Regions from separate parts of the Mus musculus genome. Here region 2 is linked to region 1. A link is a contact called in public HiChIP or PLAC-seq data. All regions are on one chromosome and are shown on one strand. The core of a region is the stretch at or near the end of the contact, and the rest is flanking DNA. Distances in the headings are between cores, read along the strand shown.

What was found. HiChIP or PLAC-seq counts read pairs in DNA pulled down with a chosen protein or histone mark.
Region 2: a BATF HiChIP or PLAC-seq map of CD8 T cells shows a contact between it and region 1, with 7 read pairs. The contact joins two enhancer-like sites. A contact is called at or near these places in 1 of 484 Hi-C or Micro-C datasets (nephron progenitors) and 2 of 115 datasets of contacts at active chromatin or transcription factors (CD8 T cells and T-cell acute lymphoblastic leukemia).

Annotation. Positions count from the first base shown.
Region 1 is chr3:52,552,871-52,558,399 of GRCm38.p6, reverse strand. No RefSeq gene overlaps it. Among named protein-coding and RNA genes, the nearest start is that of Gm40047, 24 kb to the left of the region's middle. Within about 2 kb of position 3,184, at least 115 of the 459 cell types and tissues checked have an H3K27ac peak or open chromatin away from gene starts, as enhancers often do. A contact at or near this core is called in CD8 T cells, where this site is marked.
Region 2 is chr3:52,952,147-52,957,675 of GRCm38.p6, reverse strand. It overlaps Gm30351 (a long non-coding RNA gene), which reads right to left. Exons shown (of 5, transcript XR_375652.4): 4 at 4,779-4,868; 5 at 3,177-3,744. Gm30402 (a long non-coding RNA gene) reads left to right here. Exons shown (of 3, transcript XR_867282.1): 1 at 1-28; 2 at 137-1,337; 3 at 1,471-1,500. Among named protein-coding and RNA genes, the nearest start is that of Gm30402, 3.0 kb to the left of the region's middle. Within about 2 kb of position 2,930, at least 40 of the 459 cell types and tissues checked have an H3K27ac peak or open chromatin away from gene starts, as enhancers often do. A contact at or near this core is called in CD8 T cells, where this site is marked.

The DNA.
Region 1 (5,529 bases), core at 1,935-4,434:
TTATTTCTTGCTTTCCAGATATAATGAACACAGCAAACTAGGATTCCACCTTGACATCTTGTACCGCCTCCCTTGTGTGTATGTGTAGACTTCACCTATACACTTATTTAGTTGCCCCTTCCCATCCCTACTCAAATGCAGAAATGCAGGAAATCAGCAGCTGGTTAACATCAACATTTAAACGGTTTACAGTAGGGCCTCTCCAAAGGAGTCACTGAAGTCCAGGTGCCCTGTCCCTTCCCAGGGCAGAAAGAAAAGAGACAATGTCTTTATCCAAAGCTTGCATTTCCTTTCCTTCTATAGACAGGATTGTGTGTGTGTGTGTGTGTGTGTGTGTGTATTTGTGTCTGTGTCAGTGCATATGTGTATGTGTTTATGTCTGTGTGTCTCTTTGTATCTATATCTTTGCATGTGTGTGCGTGTCTGTTCGTGTATTTGTGTTTCTCTCTCTCTCTCTCTGTGTGTGTGTGTGTGTGTGTGTGTGTGTGTGTGTGTGTGTATGCCCGAGTGTCTGTGTGTCTGCGTGTCTGTGTGACTACTCTCTGAACACTAACAAGTATATATGATGTCCTGAATCTTGCACCCCACAGTGTTGGCTAATTTTTTGTCAAGTTTTCTAGGCCATTGCTACTCAGTTACCTTGTCAAACAAGACTGCAACATTGGGGTGACACTTCGGTAGAAATTGGTTTACTCTGAGTAGAAGAGATGGTCGTCCTCGTGCTGGCAGACTTCATAAGGCAGTTGGCACCCTAAAGAGAGCAGAGATTGTTGAACAGAGGGAATTCTCCAGCACTGGACCTTCCACCCTGCCCTACAAGGTCTGCTCTGCCTGGACATCCATCCTGCCAGCCTGGCCTATGTGATTTGGACTTGCAGGCCTCCATCATCCTGTGAACCACCTCCTCAAAGAGCAAAGATTTTCATAGCTTGGTACCTCCTGTGGGTTCTGTCTCCTGGAGACCTCTGAGAACACTTCCTACAGTCAGCCAGACCCTGGGCCCATGAGGTTGCAAAAGCTGTCGCTGGGGGTGAGACAGCTTTGAAAAAAGGGTGTGACTCCGTGAGTCAGAGCACCCTGCAAGTATGAAGCCTAAGTGGTGGTTGCTCCATAAAACGTCCCTTGTCCAGATCCTAGAAAAGCACTGTCCACTCAGATGTCCAAGAATGAAGAAGGGTGGGGGGGGGAGGTAGAACTCTGTACCTTCCCAATATTTAAAGAGACAGGCTGTGCATGGAAGAAAGCAAAGCTGTGACCTCTATCCTGCCCTGGCCTTTTAAACTCTGCATCTCTGAACTCAAAGACAAGGATTCTTGTTCAGTACCAAACACATGGAGGGAAAAAAAACCTGGGAGAAAAACAACAATGACCAAAGGAAATCCTTTGTGGGTCACTTCCTACAATTCCATAGCTACCATTCAACCATTCAAGGAAGAAGAAGAAGGAGGAGGAGGAGGAGGAGGAGGAGGAGGAGGAGGGGAAGGAAGGAAGGAAGGAAGGAAGGAAGGAAGGAAGGAAGGAAGGAAGGAAGGAAGGAAGGGAGAGAGAGAGAGAGAGAGAGAGAGAGAGAGAGAAAGAAAGAAAGAAAGAAAGAAAGAAAGAAAGAAAGAAAGAAAGAAAGAAAGAAAGAAAGAGAGAAAGAAAGACAACACAACTCACAGACTTTGGCCACCTCATCTGTCAAAAAAAAAAAAAAAAAAAAAAAAAAAAGACTAAACCTAATCTTAATGGGGGGTCACTTTCCACTCCTTGTCCAAGTTATTTTGCAAGAAGCAGCGGTCATCAAGGTAGAGCGCAAGTGCCCTCCTGAATGTCTCTGGCTGGAGCAGCCTTTTCATGCTAATCTCCCCTACAAAAGGAATGTGCCATCCTTGGGATAAAGAGGTGGAGACCAGAGTCTCTTCAGGCTCTGTGAGCGTGACATTCAAGGACAGTCCAGAGTTCTGTAGCTCTTCTCACCTTCTGGCATTCTTACCATCAGGGACAGATGTTAAAAGCAATCCATCTGCATAAAAATCTCCATAAACAAGAGCCTGATTGCTTTGAGTCTGGGAAAAAGTTAGAATGTAGTTCAACATCAATCCAATCCTTCTGGTCAACCTTCTAAAAAGGAACATTACAATGAGTGGCCTGCATATTTGTATATAAATAATATCTGTGATGTTAGAATGTAAGATGCCTCCAGCATGGCTTCCTAATCTCCCACAAGGACACGTCTGTTGTGTGTGGCTCTTCTCTTAGCCTAACACCAAGCAGGGCACACAGTCCATGTGCGAGTGGAACTTTCTTTTCAGAATTCTGCCCAACTCAAACATCATATTATTGTATATAAATGTAATTCAAGATTATTTCTGTCTTTTTGTTTAAATATTGTATTGAGATTTTCAATCAAAAACATACATTTCTCATGTATAGCTATTGGCTTAAAAGTATACTGAAAGATACATTATTCTATGAAGTTGAATTTTATACAAATCTATTGAGAAAAAAATGTTTTCTACAGAGGTTTAACTCTCTTATTTGTTCAATAGGTTTATTACCTGTCTGCCCTCACTGTGGCCAGTTATAGCCTGACATTTGCCATATTGGAACAAAGTTTGAAGAGTAAGCCACCTGCAACTGACAGAGTTGCCATTTTGTACGTGGTCGAGGTTCAGCTAGTGATTAGTTTTACATGAAGTTTTCAGCTAGATTCCCATTTCAGTTATGACTCAGATCCCTGCTTCAAGGCTCACCTTGGTCCAAATTTAGCTTAACAAATTCTAATGAGGAAAAAGTGCACTGGAACACAGCCACGCCCACTGGAGAGAGGTAGGTAGCAAAGGAAAGAAGATGGTATCTGCTTTGGAAAGTGAGGAATTGCTTTTCTTCCCTCCACACTCTTTTTTGGGGAGCAGGGTTTAAAAGAGGGTTTGTAGCCCTGGCTATCCTGGAGCTCACTCTGTAGTCCAGGCTGGCCTTGCCTGCCTCTGCCTCCCAAGTGCTGGGATTAAAGGCATGCGGCACCACTGCCTGGCTCTTCCTCCACACTCTTCACAGCACATCAGATACCGTAGTGGTGCTCACAACTGAAGAATCTCAGACGTTGAGTGCAATGTTCCTGCAGCTCAGCTGACTGTCCCCAAACCACAGCTCTGCCTTCAGAGAAAGGGAGGCTGGGCTTTCCCGGAGACACATAGCTGTGGTTTCCTGAGTCACACCCCAGACGAGCTGGGTTTCCTGTAGATGTGCCCTGCTGCTGGTCTATGCAGTAGGCTTTCCATGTGGTGAATATAATCAAGAAAACAAAGATGGACAGGGGTATGTCGTGTAGGGGAAATGTCCTGCAGAGGAAGACACCAAGGCTTAGAGAGGAGGTTCAATACTTGCTGAAGGTCACAGCCAGAAAGTGGAAGAGGCAGGATTCTACTCTCACAGTCTAGTCTAAAGGGCAACCGCTGCCACCACATCACATCTGAGTGGGCCACACATTCCATCACTCTCATTAGAACCCTAACCAACCCACCCATAATGGAATGCCTTGGCCCCCCAGTTTACCAAATTTAAATAGGCTGTCTTTGCTTCCATCTTCAAATGGGCTCCCATACAAAACGTCTTCAGTTCTAGGTCAAGGTCTATCTTACTATCATGCCTCTCCTACACTTGGACTACCAGGAAGCCTCTGATTTCAGGGAGGTCAATGACCTTGCCAAAGTTGCTGAGTAGGCACTTTTTCCATTATGCTTTTGTTTTTCAGCCCCATTTCCACTGGCAGTGATGCCCTTGCTCTTGGATCTTTACATTCCTTTGGCAGCTTCATTGCTATATCTTCTGGCTCACTGCTGGCTTTCCTTAACCAGTTTTGAGGATCCCTGCAGATCTGCCCATTGAGTAAATGTGCTATTCCAGTGATTGCCAAATCTTTACCTCCCAACCAGTAACAGCCCATCATATACTGTCTACCATTAGCCCACCCTCACATCTAGGACATGGCTCCCTCAGACTCAGCCATACTGCCTTCTGCTTCATGTCTCCAAGTAACGCAGCCTTTCTGATCTGACTCTTACGTTGAGCAACTGCACTGCCATTATCCCCTCCTCTAGTGAACTGAATCCTTCTCCTTTTCCCTCTGCTCATCTTCAGATCTTCATGTAGACATCACTTCCAGGAAGTGGGGGTCCCTTTGCTTACTATCAGATCTGGGTACATTTCCACACCTCTCTTGCTATTGCAATGTTTCTTTTCTCTGTATCCTTGAGATTTGAAGCTTAAACTCCCACTAATTAGTATAATCAGTCCTAATCCCAGTCAATGAAGATATTCAATAAATATTGGGCATGTAGAAAAGGAATGGATTGAGGGAGGGAGGGATACCTGGAGGGAGAGATTGAGGGATGGAGGGAGGGATGAATGGATGGAGGGATGGGAATGGCAGCATAATTTATTTAACCTAGTCTCAGGATGCTCTTCAATGACATAAGTCAAAAACTGAGCAGTTAGCATCAAGAGATACCACATGCATCCTAAAGCCCTGCTTTCAACTCAACCATGTCTGTCCACTGCAGGAGTTTCTACTCTTCAGCACAGAAACTTTACCCTATCCTTTATCCTCCACACATAGCTTCATTTCTAGCTTAATCCTCCTCACTTGCCATGGACAGACTGCCTTAAAGGATCTCATCTCACAGTTGTGGAATCTGGAGACCAAGCTATATGCAGAGTCAGTGTGTCCCAAGGCCTCCCTTTGTGGCTTACAGCTACCTACTCTCTTAGTTAGGGTTTTATTGCTGTGAGGAGACACCATGACCAAGGCAACTCTTATAATGTCAAACATTTAATTGAAGCTGGCTTACAGTTTCATAGGTTTAGTCCATTATCATCATGGTGGGAAGCATGGCAGTGTGCAGGCAGACATGGTGCTGGAGAAGGAGTTGAGACCGTATACCACACTTGGCATAGTTTAAGCATAGGAAACTTCAAATCCCACCTCCACAGTGACATACTTCCTCTAGCAAGGCCACACCTACTCCAACAAGACCACACCCGCTAGTAGTGCTACTTCTTATGGTTAAGTATTCAAACACATGAGTCTATAGGAACCATTCCTATTCAAACCACCACAATCTGTAATCCATTTTAAATTAGCTTGGTATGTTAACAATAGGTTCATTCTAATATTAACTAATTGAAGAGTTGGTTTTTTTCCAAATGGGATGTTGGATTAATTGAAGCTTTTTCTATATTTCTGGGGAAAATGTGCTTTTTCCTTTCTGGTTTATTAATATATTTAATAACATTGGTTGATTATTGGATGGTAAACCAGCATACTTGGAATAAAGACTACTTAGCTATGATAATGATTCACTTTAGACATTTTGGGGTTAGAGTTCTTAAACATATATATTTTAAAGATTTATTTATTTATTTACTTATTAATGTACATGAGTACACTGTAGCTATCTTTAGAAAGACTAGACAGGGCATTAGGTCTCATTACAGATGGTTGTAAGCCATCATGTGGTTGCTGGGAACTGAACTCAGAACCTCTGG
Region 2 (5,529 bases), core at 1,681-4,180, 400 kb before region 1:
TTCAGTGTTGGAGCCGTCAGGACTCTGGGTACGTTTAGAGATGGACTGGCTTGGAGAGGAACTTTCAAGGGAGGCAGATGCTAAGGAGGTGCCATTGAGTATCTCCCTGTTTACCATGTGCTGTTAATTACCACAGGTGGTGCTTGGAGACCATAGGCCTTTAAATCATACCTAGTAGAAGGAGCCAAGTGCCTCTGAAGAGAGTCTAGGGACCCTGGCTGCTTCTTCTGTTGTATGCTTCCACCATGGTGTGTTATGGGATGTGACCAAATGCCCAGAGCAAGAACACTACAGAACCATTCATGGAAGCCTCTGGAAACACCACCCGGAATAAGCCCCTCCTCCTTCCTGCAAGTTGGTTTATCTCGGGTATTTGTAACAGAGACCACAGATAAAGAGAAGAGCTATGAGCGACAGCTGGCAATTTTATCAATAAAGGATGGAATCGTTGGGGAAAATCCAACTGTGAGTTAGAGTAGCCTCATGCTACCTGGAAAGGCAAGATGACCAAGGAGCAGCAGATCCATCCTATTGGCTTATACAGAAATTCATTCTGCACCGGATGCCGTGAGCATCGGATTCAGCAGGGTGCGCACAGGGAATTCCTCATCTAGAACAAGGAGGCCATTTAGTGAGTTGGAATTAGTGGAAGGTGTTAGTCTCTTGGAAGCCAATGCCTGGATACCCTCGGGGAGATTTCCAAACCCTTATTCCCTTAGGATCAAAGTTAAGAAAACCTGTTTGGATGAAGATAAGGTTCTTAGTGAAGACCAAGAGATACAAGGGACGATTGGAGGGCTACCCAAATAAGTTCTTTAAGAGGACAGAACTGGGGTCTCAAAATTGGCCCCACCACCACGGGCATCTGCTGAGGCAGGTGGCTCGGGAGCCCCCAGTGTTTAGGTTCCCCTTGAGGGCGCTCTGGTGTCTATAGATGTGCTTAAGAACAAGAGTTGTCTTCAACACGTAGAACTCTGGCCCATTCACTTGCAGGAACTCCGGAGTGAGCGTTGCCCGGTGGAGGAGTGAACTTGGTGCACTGCTCCGACCCAGCTGAGCTTGGAGGGAAGCCCAGCCTCAAGCTAGCGGCATTGCTCTTGACCAAGTGCAACCGCTTCAGCCTGTGACTCTGGTATGGGCATCTCTGAGCCGTGCTCCTTGATGAGAGCGTGGGTGCCACGCTGCAGCAATGAAGGTAACTGACTGACGGGCCCTTCTGAGGCTCGGCCCCAACAGCAAGGCTGGAAAGACTGTGTCTAGGAAACATCTGGGCGTTGTCAGGATATGCAGCGGCACTTACAAAAGAGAACAGAACAAAAGAGCGCATACACTTTTAGGTATTTCTACCAATCTTTTTATTTTTTTAGTTATTTGCTGTTTTTTAATAGAAGAGGAAATTTTAGCAGGACTAAGCTTCATGCAATATTTTCTTCCTTAGTTATTTAAACTTTTTTTTTTTTTAACTTACAGAAATCCTTCCAATTACAGATCAAAGCACACGAAAAGAAACACTTCTAGAATCAAAACCAGGGTTAAGGGTAGGTAGAGGACGAAGGACTCTGTGGTTTGTTCAGCCTAGAGGAATGAAGGAAATGATATTTCAAAGTGAAGACTGAAGGGCAGAGCTCATCACCGTGGGACATAAATATGATATATTGTACAGTGAGGAGGAGGAGGATGCTGAGGTCAGGATAGAGCCACGTTGTGCCTCAACCATATACATCTCCAGTCAGGAAATCCTGCTTCGTGACAGCAGGAAATTCAAGAGCACTGGGAGGTTCCAACCTCAGTCCCAACTTCTCTGTGGTGCGAAGGGGGGTTGGGGGGTGGTGGCTATCACGCTGGGCAAAGGAAGCTCTGTGTATTCCAGGGAGAAGAAGGGAGGAAATTAGTTACCCAAAACAACTAGGTTCAGAGGCTCTGCTGCAGGGAGAAAAGCCCCCACATCCCACGAGATTTCAGGAAGCCGGTCCAGCCCTACTTAGCAGCATGAATAGGCAGAGGAAAGAATGTGAAGGCAGATAAAGAGGGCTGCCACAGCCCCAGCTGGGCCTGTTTAAATAAGTCTGGCATCGAATGGAAGATGAACAGGGAGGACTGGGGAAAGGCATGTGGCTCTTCACAATAGTGCCCCCCCCTCCGAACCTCCCCGCCCCGCAGCATTTTTTCTGAGTGGGCAGGGAGTAAGGAGTTGGTCCAGGGGTTAGATGACCCCACCCCACTAGGATGGTGGATCGGATGACCCGTTCACGATGAACCTGTAGCCTTCAACTTTGTGATAGTGACATTTCAAACAGTGAAAGTGAGAGTGGTTTCTGAAAGTGCTCTCAGGAAGATCCACTCTCTGCCCTCTCTGCCCGCTGACTTAAGGACTCCACATTCTGGAGGTGACACTGAACTTGACACTCATGACTATGCTGTCCACTTGTTGTTGGAATCAAGCAGACGCTTTTACGAGTTGATACATTTCTATAATGCCTCTGTGGCAAACAGAAGACTGGTGGAAACCATCTCCCATTCATAATTTACCAACTGCATGTTCTGAAGAAACCATTGTATTTAGAAGGCACACAATGACTGCGACATTTAACGTTATTCATCATGATGCGCGAACCCCAACAGATCGTTTACTGGAAAGTATTTTGAGAAATTTACAGATGGGAAATGGCAGGCACCACAAGTCTGCTGGGTCTCTGCCCATTCTTTTCAAAGGTAGGAAATGTCCCTTTTCTTTGTGATATTGGCTCACCACTCTGTGAACCGGAGTGAGTAGACTGGGTCAAAGGTGAAGGGAGCGGAGCGAGCAAAAGTGTGTGGGTGATTACTGCACACGGGCCTCCTTCCAGGCAAGGTGGTCAGGTTGATCTCAGCACAGTACTCTCCCTCTCTCTGCCAAGAGGATGCGGTTAATTGGATTGGCAGATGTGGGAGGAACTGACGCTAGCAGATCATTTAACCAAATGCTTTAGTGTTTAACTGGATTCTCTATCAAGTGGTGTGCATCTACGCGTGCAGTCATTCTCACAACAAGCTTATAAGGGTTAGCCCATTTTACAGAAGAGAAACCTCCCAGCAATTTTGCTTTAGGACACAGAGGTATTAAGACACATAGTAAGATTTATAGCAAATGCCTGACTTAGTTCCCCCCTTTAGATTTTAAAATATATTTACTTAAGGTTATTCATCCATGGGCATATATTCATTTAAAGATGGGATTGGCAGTCCGTAGGTAAGCTTCCCGTGGAATTCCTTGTGTTGGGGAGGGAACTGGAGAGAAGGTGCATTTATGTGGACTCTTCTCAAAGTGCCACGCCCAGCGTTTTCTCCCACCGCAGTGGCTCTTCTAAAGACCATACAGATTGAAAATCCTACTGCTCCTTCTATCTTTACCTGGTCCCTTCAGATGGTCCTGGGTAAAACTTTATTTCAGCTCTCACTGTGAATACTCAGGATTGTGAACCCTTCAAAGCAGAAAATCCCACCATCAGGAAAATTATATTTGATGTTTGCTCCTGTTTGGACCACCCTGTGGCTGCCACTGCCTCTGCTGATGTCATCATCATCATCATCATCATCATCCTCTTGTGACCTGTGTAGGACCTGTGCTTCTGGAGCCATTCCAGAGATGGGAGGTGGTGATGACGATGTCTTGGAAACCTCTGGTCAGAAGCTTGGCTTTATATAGAGTGTGGCCAGATGGCTTTGTCATCTGCCTTATCCACAAGTCTCCATTTGATAGGAATTCTGTGAAGTATAAGCCAAAAGGAAATTCAGATTAACTCTGCAGATAGTCAACAGAGAGAGAGACAGACAGACAGGCAGACAGACAGAGACAGAGAGACAGAGAGAGAGACAGAGACAGACAGACACACACATAGAGGGAGAGACAGAGATAGACACACAGACTGAGAGACAGAGAGAAACAGACAGACAGACAGACAGACACAGGGGTAGGGAATGCAAGGATGCTGTGAAGGTTAAGAGAATGGACGTACACCTGGCACTGAACGGTGTCTGGCAGCATTACATGTCGGCTGTTATTGTCACTGATGTTTTAATGTGTTGCTTTCTGAAGATTTGGCTGTAAATAATTAAAGGACATGTGATCTAAAAAGATGTCTTAAAGTCCCATTTACTGAGCCATTTTTCTTTGTCATTCTTTTCTCTTACGTCCTTATTCTCTCCGTCCTTACAAAGGTAGTTTCTTCAGTCAGCAAAGATACTCTCATGCAGAGGACAAATAACGTGTCCACGCTTGGGGCCACTGATTTTAAAATGTGACATTATAAACCGGTAATGTTCACTATCAAATACTCAGGGATACCAGAGAATGAGTAGCAAAAGCCAGCCATTTGTAGTGATGCAGTTTTGAGGGGCAAAAATCAGAATGCCTTGAAGAAGTGAAGGTAGTCAGCGGGGCCTGTGAAATATCACCACGCAGATGCATTGTACGAACAGAACTGATAGAACACTGAGGTATTTCTGAGAACCACACAGTCTTTCTTGGCTCTAGGTGAGGTTAACTTGGGTGTGGGAGAAGTAAGCTCCCAGCAATATGACCGAGCCAACGCCAACACCACCCTGAGTGAGTGGCTTCTGGGCACTTGTCTCCTGGATTTGAAGAATGAAATTCTCAGAGCACAGTGGGCGAGTTTTAGAAAGATGCACCTTATTGTAAGGATCTTCAAAGCAAAAAGTCAGAGCTCTGGTGCATAAGAGGGGTCTCCGGGAGTGGGTGCCACTCAAGTGCCACTGTCCTGGACTTAACAAGGCTTTACCTGATGAAGAAATGGAGCCATCATGAACTGTCCAGTTTCCACACTAGGTGGCCAGGTCTTCAGTATGGTTTCCAGGAGCGAGGTACCCATCTAAGGAAGAAAGACAAAGAAAAGCCAGACCTTCCTCCTGGCATCTCTGGCCTCCAGTAAGCATAAAGCTACCAACATGGGCCCAAGAGCTTTTCTGGATTTCAGTTAACAGAAAAACAAAAAACAAAAACAAAACAAAACTAAAACTATTTCCTTTGGGCTCTTTTACCCTAAAGCTGCCTAGCCAATTTTTATCTCCCCTTCTTATCAATAAGCAGAAGGGGCAGAAAGACCATTTACAAAGAAGTAATGGCAATGTCCTCTCAAATTAAAACTGACATTTGTTTTGTCCCCTCCTGTCCTACTGTAACGTCTCTTAATCCTTATGTTTCTACTTCTTGCTATTGATTTTAAGAAATGTTTGACTTGAAGATGTAAAAGTCACAGTGGCAAGGTTGGGTCAAAATGTTCATTTGTTAGAGATGTAAGTACTTTGCATATAACTTTAAATTCACACTGCGACCATTCTCTACCTCTTTGGTGGCATCTTTAAGGGGATTGATTTTGTGTGTGAGAGTGAAGGAAACAGAAATTTGCATGAGAGTTGTGTGGGAATGGACCAATGCCCTGTTTCACAATAGTGGTTTTTTTTAATTATTCAGGGTTGTTTGTACATGTGATGAGTTGTTGAATCTTTATAATTCTTCATCACCAAACTCAT